Regions from separate parts of the Gossypium hirsutum genome. Here regions 1 and 3 are each linked to region 2. A link is a contact called in public Hi-C data. All regions are on one chromosome and are shown on one strand. The core of a region is the stretch at or near the end of the contact, and the rest is flanking DNA. Distances in the headings are between cores, read along the strand shown. Region 1 has its middle 17 kb from the start of LOC121214640. Region 2 holds the start of LOC107910259 (aspartyl protease AED3). Region 3 holds the start of LOC107910219 (ubiquitin carboxyl-terminal hydrolase 17).

Region 1 (2,700 bases), core at 40-2,539, 160 kb before region 2:
TTAATCTAACAGCTCTTTTATGAATGGTATAGGAAACCTATCTTTGATAGTAAGTTGATTAAGTTGCCTTAATCCACACATAGTCTGCAACTTTCATTCTTCTTTTTCACCATCACAATAGGTGAGGAGAAGGGACTTCTACTTTCTTTGATAATTCTAGCTTCTAACATTTATTGGACAAGCTTTTCAATTTCTGTCTTATGGATGGAGGGGTATGTATAAGGCCTAACGTTAACTACCTTGGACTCATCCTAAAGAGGTATTTTATGGTCTTGAAATTTGATAGGGGGTAGGCCTTCTGGTACATGGAAAACTTTAGTCTACTCTTAGAGTATTTTCTATAGATCTTCCTGAATCAGTGTAGGGGCTACATGTATTTTAGTCAATTGGTCAGTAGTGAGGACCATTGGATGAGGACTATGCTCCACCATATGTAGACATTTTGATAATTGGTAGCCGAAAAGGAGTTGCAAACCACCAGGTTAATTCCTTGGAGTAAACAATTCTTTCCCTTATATTCGAACTGCATGGTAAGGGATTCAAAATTCCATACAATGAACCCTAAAGATAGAAGCCATTGTATTCCCATCACTACATCACTCCCTATTACTGACAGGACCATAAAATCAGCATGAACTTATGCCATTGTGCTTGCCATTCCACAGCCCTACATACACCCCTAGTGCTCAGACTTCCTCCATTAGCTATCATGATCTTCATCTGATAGACTATTCAACTGGTAAGTTGAGTCTTCTAACCAACCTGGAGTCCACAAAGTTATGTGTACTCCCAAAATCTATTAAGATAATTACTTCCATTTGTTCAATTTTGGTTGCCAATCTCATGGTGTTATGACCCTGAGAGCCTTGTAAAGCATGCAGGGATAGGACTGGTGTTGTAGCTTCAGCCTCTTGGTTTGGATTCTTAAAGTGTTTAGAAAAATCCTGAAATTCCTCCACTGGTGTTGCCTTACCATATTACAGTATGTTATGTTGAGGCTCTACCATGTGTTGGTAAAATTGAGATTTCACACTTTTATGCCCTGGTGTATACTTTGAAGCGCACCAGAAGCATAAGCTTTTTCTTCCCCTGTCTTCCATTTCTGCTCGAGAGAAGGACTTGGTAGGAGCCTTTTTCCCACCAGGGACTGTTAAGGGTCCTTCAGAAGCTGAAGAGTGATTGTTTGCCATAGTTATCTTCGAGTTAGGAAATAGAGGTTTAGAGTACCCTCCACTTCCCCCACCCGAAAGAGTCTTCTTAGGAGTGTTCAACACAATCCCTTCCACTTGCTTGGCCAGTAAATACCCTTCCACTAGTGTTTGAGGTTTAAACAACCTGAGGTACTGCCCTATTTCTACCTTAAGGTTGCTTATAAATATACCTAAGGCATAGGTTTCCGGTAACTATAACTGGTTGAGGATACTCACAAATTGGTCATGAAAATGATCCACTGTTCCCTACGGACTCAAAGTCACCAGTTCAATCATGGGGTCAATGAAGTTGGTGGAGCCAAACCTTTCTTGTAGGTACCTGGCATAAGTTTCCCAAGATAGCTGATGCAGCCCCCTTGTCTTGGCAAAAGAAATGATGCTAGTCCAAGGCTTTTCCTTCCAAATTGAGCATAACTGTTCTTACCCTATCCAGTTCCTAAACACCCGTTGCCTCGAAAAACTGTTCTAGCTTAGACCACCATCCTCTGAAATCCCCACCATCAAAACGTGGGCACTCAAACTTGAAGTTTCTTCCCGCTGAGTCCAACGTACTAACCCTCGAAAGGAGGCCCATATGGCCATATTCAACCATAGCAGATAACGATAGGTATTCATTTGGAGGAAATTTTTGAGGTGTATCACCAAGTATCCCTTTACCTTTGTCTGTAGATGAACCATGAGCAGTTGTTGGCACATGCCCTATGTACTGCTCAAAAACATTTTGAAGCTCAGCCCAAATGTCCCCTTTTATCTCCTTATGAAACTTCTTGAGACGATTAGTTCAAAAAAAAAAAAAAAGAAACTTCTTGAGACGAGAGTCTATTCGAGCATCAACCTTTTCTAGGTTGATTTGCAATTGAGAAAGCTCATATTGTATCAACCCCATGTCCTTTTGCAACCTCGTCGTAATTTTGTCACCGACCATCAGAATCACTGCAGCTTTGATACCCTTGCTACCGTCGAAAAATTCAGAAAGAGAATTTAATAGAAAAAGAGTAGGAAGAGAGGATAGAGCACGAGAGAGAAGAGAAAGAGAGAATATGAGAAAAAGCCAAATCTTTTCATAACCACCTCCTATGTGTGATAGGTGGTTAAAAAGGGGAGAGAACAGATTCTCACAGTTGTCATAATATCCCCAAAACTCCCCGTTTCATTAATAGGTCCGTCTACCCTTGATAACCTTCCCCCCGAAATATACCGTATTATTAAAAGGGTTCAAAACCCAACGTTTACAACTAAATTAAAAAGAATATGAAATTAACAGAATTTCAAACAATGACCGTTGTTGACCGATTTTTGACTTTCATTTTGGCCCATAACATAATATATTTATTGTTGTATATCTATCCATATTATATATAATTATGATGATTTTGGTAAATATATAAATATATATTTTATATATAAACACAAAATTTTATAATAAGTTATTTATTTGAAAATATACTACACATAATATATATATTATGTAAAACAATGTGATATTTTG
Region 2 (2,843 bases), core at 140-2,639:
GCCAAGCATGCCCGAGACCCGGCACTGGTGTGTAAGAAGCTGTTTTCCATTGGCAATGGCATCGACAAGGCTTCGAAATGTAATGTTATTAAAGGTGCCTCAGCTTCTGCTGTAGCATCAAAGCATGTGTCAAATACTCCAATGGCAGTAAATGGACCTTTCACATGCTTCACAAACTCATCTCGGATTGCCTTGTAAATGGGCTGGACGAATCGGGTTACAACCGTACCCGAATCTATTATGGTCCCTGCCCCGGTGTTGGGGTTAAACGCTAGGTATTCCGGGGCAATGGGGACTTGAACCCGGCCTACACTTATTCCGGTTAGGTTAACATAGTAAAGTGAAGGTCGGTGTGGGCTTTTTAGGAGTGGGGTGGTTCGAATGTTCTTGGGTTGTCCAACTGGCCCGAGTTTGAGAGAACCCGAAAAGTAGTAGGACTTGAAACTGGGTAGACAATATGAGAAAACACCAGAGTAGAGGGCCCCGGATTGTGAAATAAGTGACATGGGTCCCCGACCCAAACCCAACAGTCCTTGCGGTGGTACTGATCCACCAGAGATGACGTTTATACATCCGAAAGCAAAATCTGGGACAATGTCATTGGCTAATCCTAAGGAATCTCGAACCAAGTTGGCCGAAAATGATGAATCTCCACCGTAGGATTGGTTAAAAGAGCAAGCCGCAGACCCCGTAGCCGGGCACGACAGCCCACGGACCTGGGCGCATTGGGGCAAACCGCAATCTAACGAACCATAGGTGGAAGAAGTGTTGGGTGAGAAAGTGGTGGCTGAGCACCCGTTGCAGCCGGAGCATGGGACCCAAGCCACATCATTGCTAGTGTCCAATACCATGAACATGAGCTGACCCGGAGTGCCAATCTTTACCCGGACGATATAGTTGCCAATGTTTAGGACTTGTTGGCCTGAAGCAATGGGAACCGCAGTGGTCTTTTGGGCTACAAGGCTCGACAAGTACTTGACCCTTGCTGGGTCTTTTGATGCCATGTTCATGACTGTGTTGAACGATGAGTCAGGTTTGGGTGGGTTGAATGGTGAACATTTGCCATAGATTGGGATGACCAAAAGGTCCGAGTCATCTGGCTGAGGGCCGCAAGGGTCCAAAGCTTTGGTGGAGGAGATGACAAGAGCTAGAAACAGGATAGTAGCTATGAAGTCCATGCTTCCAAAGCTACGACTTCGAAGGATTGAGTTTCTGTGCCTCAGAATTGAGAAGGCAAGAGGATTTTTATACATGCAAATAGTGCGCTTCGAATTACTGAAATAACCTTTCTAATTATTTCAGGCATTTAGATTAAGATTTTTTTATACATTGGTCATTGTACGAGTATCATTAGGTTGATCCAAAATGGGCCAATCATAATGCTGAAAATAGGCCGCAAAAATTATGTCACTATGGGCAATGATATATGATAATTGTTTAAAAAGGTCTCCCAAGTTGAAGAAACGGGAAACTGAGGCAAAACGACAAAGATTTGAAAGCAATGCCAACAGAATAAAAGAGAGAAAAAAGAGTGAAATGTAACTTGACTTCAATAGTAGTTTTAACAAAGGGATAGTTTGCACTTCGAATTATTGAATAAGAATTAATTTATTTATTTTAGTAAAATGAGTAAAATGTAACTTGACTTTCAAAATAATTTTACTTATAAAGAGAGCATAGAGAAAGAAGAAAATGTAATGCAAGCATTACCCATGTTTTGTCCACCTTCAAACATTCACCCTTCTTATTCACCATAATCTCAATCCTACCAAATTGAGTCAATAACAAGTATTATTTCTCGCAATAGTTTTACCAAATTTTAGATTATTTGCTTTATCCTTAATGTATAATATAAACATGATCCCATATTAATGAAGTTATAAAAACTAAGACTGGGTGAGTGATAGAAATGAAATTGAGGGAGTAAATGGAGGGGTATAAAAAGAATAAAAAAGAGATGAGTAGTTGAGCTCGTGAATGCCTCATGCGGGTGTTTTGTCCCAACCTATATATTGACAAATTTTTGCATGAGATAATGAGATGCGGTCGGTCACGGGCTCAATTTAGGCTTTCCTTTTTCCGACTCAACGGTGGCCCCACCATCATCATCTCTATCTAAGATTATCGCAATTTCAATCTCATCTCAGCTCATCTCATGTATTCTTGTAGATTCCATTTAGCTCTTCTGCCTGCCTGCATCTCATCTATATATTCCGTACTTAATATTATTTTAGATCTACATTTATTATTTTAAATATAAACTAAACTTACTGTGTCAACCAATTTCTTTTTCTGTATATTTAAATTCAATTCATTAGCAGTACTACAAGATTTGCATTTTTTTAATTATGTAGGTGCTTTCTATTTTGATATTTTATTTTTTTAAATAAAAGCAAATCTTGTTTTGAAAAAAAAATTTATGAAATCAATGTATTTTTTATATTTTTTTATAATTCATATAAATTAATTCTTTCAATTTTCAAGGTTATCCTTCTTAATAATAATATTTTTAAAATTTAAACCTATTAAGAATATGATATATTTTACTATTGCGTGCAATATTTATTGATAATGTTCTTAATCTATTATTATCTACTAAAAAAATAAAAAAAAATGTTAATTTTCTGAAGTCAGTTGAGTGACTGAGTTTGAAAAACAGTAGGTTTTCCACTTAATTCCTCAATTGGAAGGGCTCCTCAGTCCCCACCAGCAAGGTCACGGGATTGTCCTATTTAGAGCATTACTGATTCTTGTTATCTTGTTATCCTTAATTATTAGCCAACAAAGAGCAAGAAGCTTTCCCACCTATCCTCACAAAATAATTTCTCTTTATCTTTCGTTTA
Region 3 (2,903 bases), core at 372-2,871, 200 kb after region 2:
AGATTACCTGGTCGGAAGTGTCCCTGAAGTTGCAGAAAAACAAGCGGAAAATGAAAGAGTGAGAGAACCAGATTGAAATAAGAAAGGGGATAAAATGGAGTGAGGGGAGTCTGAGAAGGGTAGGTAATAGAGTGACTAAAGCAGGCCCTTGGGTGAATTGAAAACGTCTTGAAGAAGTAAAGAAAGATGAAAAGACAAGACGTTTATTTTCTTTTGATGCTGATTGGGCAGGTAGAACGGCAACATTAATTTGTTTCAGACTTTTGTTTCCTTTTTTGGTTTCCTAGGCGATTAGGTTTCCATTTAATTTTGTTTTAGTTTTACCTTTTGTTGGGCCAAGTCTAATAACTGGGCTCTTTCTCTTTTCTTTTTAGGACCATATGTGTAGTAATGTAGTTTATTTAAATAAAGTCCAATCTGAAATTTTATTTAAAAAAATAAAAAAAATATTTTTTCTAAGATTAAAGAATCAAATAAATTAACTTTTCACCATTTTATTTGCTATTCAATTAATGTAAACAAAGAAAATTGATCATGAATTAATGATGTGATGGTAGACAAGGGAAACATTTTCTTGTCGAAGAAATTCAAATCCCAAGGTTAATTCGGGCATATTCATTAAATAAATTTATAATTATATTTAAATAAAATAATAATAGTTTAAATAAAGCAATTGCTTGTGGAATGGTTTATTTCCAGCGGAGGGAAAACTCAAAGACTGGAAATGGAATAATTATTATGGTACGTGAACCATCATCATCAGATTCCGGCCTCCACCAAATCAAAAACAAATCTCCACCGTCCGGTTCCTCGTATTACTGTGACCGTCCAAACGCAGTATCCATCACCAAATCAAAAACAACCCCCGCTAATAAATAATGAAAAAGACCGGAAGTTAGCCGGTTCAACCCGTGGCCCCCACCCTGGTTCGAATATTTGATGGCCAAAGAATTCACGCTTCTCGATACCTGAAGACAAAATTCCTTTTCCCCCTCGACCATCAATTTTTCCTTTTTTAATAACATATTTTAATATTTAAGGTCTGATTGAGAGTAAAATATTTTTCGTAAAATGATTTCTGGAAAATATTTTATTTTTCTGTAAAATAATCTACTGGAAAATATTTTTTGGTGTTTAATTGAATCTGTGTAAAATATTTTCTGCTGCTTGACAGATTTTTTGAAAATATTTTTCAGAAAGTTGTTTTTACATATATTAATTTATATTAATAAATTTTTATATTTTAAATTATTTTTACATATATTACAATGATTTATTTATAATAATAATCAATTATTAAGCTACATATTAATCGTTATAAATTGAAAAAAACTAATATCAAATAAATTATTTGTAATTGTGTTAAAAAAACAAGTATTGAATAATTAAAAAAACAAGTTACTGAAAAATCGATAAATAGAAGCAGTTTTCTACCGGAAATGAAAGAAGGAATGAAGGAGACGATAAAGAGAAGAGCACGAAAAATGTCTTACGAAAATTGAAAGGGTAAGACATTTTTCCTAAAATGTAACCCATTTTCCCTTGTTTTGGAGTTTATTTTCCAAATGAAAAATATTTTCCGCCAATCAAACACACCTAAGTTAATGTCCCTTTTTAATATTATTTTCCTTTTATTTCCCTTTCTCCCTGTAAAAATCTCGATCTAAAAAAGGGAAAAAATTTATTGTCTGAAAATCCTCCGAGCTCAACAAGAAGCTTAAACTTTCACCTTTTTGCTAACCCAAGCAATATCGACATTCTTCTCCCACTGCCACTCCCTTCTAGATTTGTTTTTTTTTTATTTTTATTTTTTTATAAAATTATAACATTATTCTATTTTTCGAGATCACGGTGCAGTTCAACCGTCTTGTTTCAGTCCACACCAACGGCTACGGTTGCATGTTCGACGGCCGGAGTTTGTTCCATCGCGAAAGCGATCAAGACGGGTACGTCGTTGGAATCTATGTATAGTGCTGAGATTTGGAGAGTAGGATTTGCCGACTACTTTGGATGCCTATTGGTATTGGCTGCAGGATAAATGCTTTTTATTTGGGATTTAGGGTTTTCGAGCCTGGTGCTCGTGCTTTCCCTCCTTCCTTTGATCGGCTTTTTCGTAAGGCGGAAATGGCAGTTATCTGTAGCAAGGCAAGCGGAGATAAAGAGGCTCTTGATTTTGGCCTCTGAGGAGGCGGCTAGAGTCGAGCTTGAAGCGACTATTGAATACGGTACGGTTTCTATTTCGTGGAACTATCAACAGTGTGCTGTTTGTTATTGTCCTACTACCACGCGGTGCGCTCGCTGTAAAGGGGTTCGATATTGGTACGTTAGCTTGTTAATTTCGTGTTATTGTTCTAATTTATTTATAATTATTGAGATTTTTTTTTGTTTAGGCGATTTTGTTTCAAATGTATTTGAGATAAAACTGATTCTTTTATCTGACAATACTGTCTTAAAGAGTATGTAATCGAAAAAATATTTGATTAGATAAGTGTTTCAATTAGCGCAGGGCGAGTGTGGGTCTAGTTGAAATACGCTTTAACATGTGTGAATGTACGGTAGTCGTGTAAGTGTTTATGTAGTGAGCAACGAAGCAATTTAGAAGACTTTGTGAAAATTAATTTTAAACCCAACATCCACAATCTATCATTGATGGGAAGTTTGGAGTTGGTCTTAAATGCTGCAATTTTTTGGTGGATGTTTATGCTGATTTTCTGAAAATGTTTTGGTTTGTAAATTACATGTTTGAGCCTCCTATCTCTATGTTACAGAGACAGGATATTAGAAAAACAATTCCTCTTGAAAATGACCTTTTCCTTTGTGCCTTTTTTGTCTGCAGTTTAGGAGTTCTTTTTAATGTAAGAGTTGAGGTTGTGTATGTTCACTAACTACATTTGCGAATCATT

The links. A called contact is a pair of places that touch in the nucleus more often than the background predicts.
Region 1: a contact with region 2 is called in a Hi-C map of leaf, with 2.2 times the contacts expected there. The contact joins the enhancer-like site here to the promoter of LOC107910259 in region 2. A contact is called at or near these places in 6 of 34 Hi-C or Micro-C datasets (hypocotyl, leaf and seedling).
Region 3: a contact with region 2 is called in a Hi-C map of leaf, with 2.7 times the contacts expected there. The contact joins the promoter of LOC107910219 here to the promoter of LOC107910259 in region 2. A contact is called at or near these places in 17 of 34 Hi-C or Micro-C datasets (anther, callus, cotyledon and 4 more).

The regions. Positions count from the first base shown.
Region 1 is chrD02:15,396,027-15,398,726 of Gossypium_hirsutum_v2.1, forward strand. No RefSeq gene overlaps it. Among protein-coding and RNA genes, the nearest start is that of LOC121214640, 17 kb to the left of the region's middle. Within about 2 kb of position 1,290, at least 7 of the 9 cell types and tissues checked have an H3K27ac peak or open chromatin away from gene starts, as enhancers often do. A contact at or near this core is called in hypocotyl and leaf, where this site is marked.
Region 2 is chrD02:15,557,027-15,559,869 of Gossypium_hirsutum_v2.1, forward strand. It overlaps LOC107910259 (aspartyl protease AED3), which reads right to left and starts at 1,390. Exons shown (of 1, transcript XM_016838050.2): 1 at 1-1,390. The coding sequence starts at 1,253.
Region 3 is chrD02:15,755,855-15,758,757 of Gossypium_hirsutum_v2.1, forward strand. LOC107910219 (ubiquitin carboxyl-terminal hydrolase 17) reads left to right here and starts at 1,622. Exons shown (of 11, transcript XM_016838002.2): 1 at 1,622-2,319. The coding sequence starts at 2,039.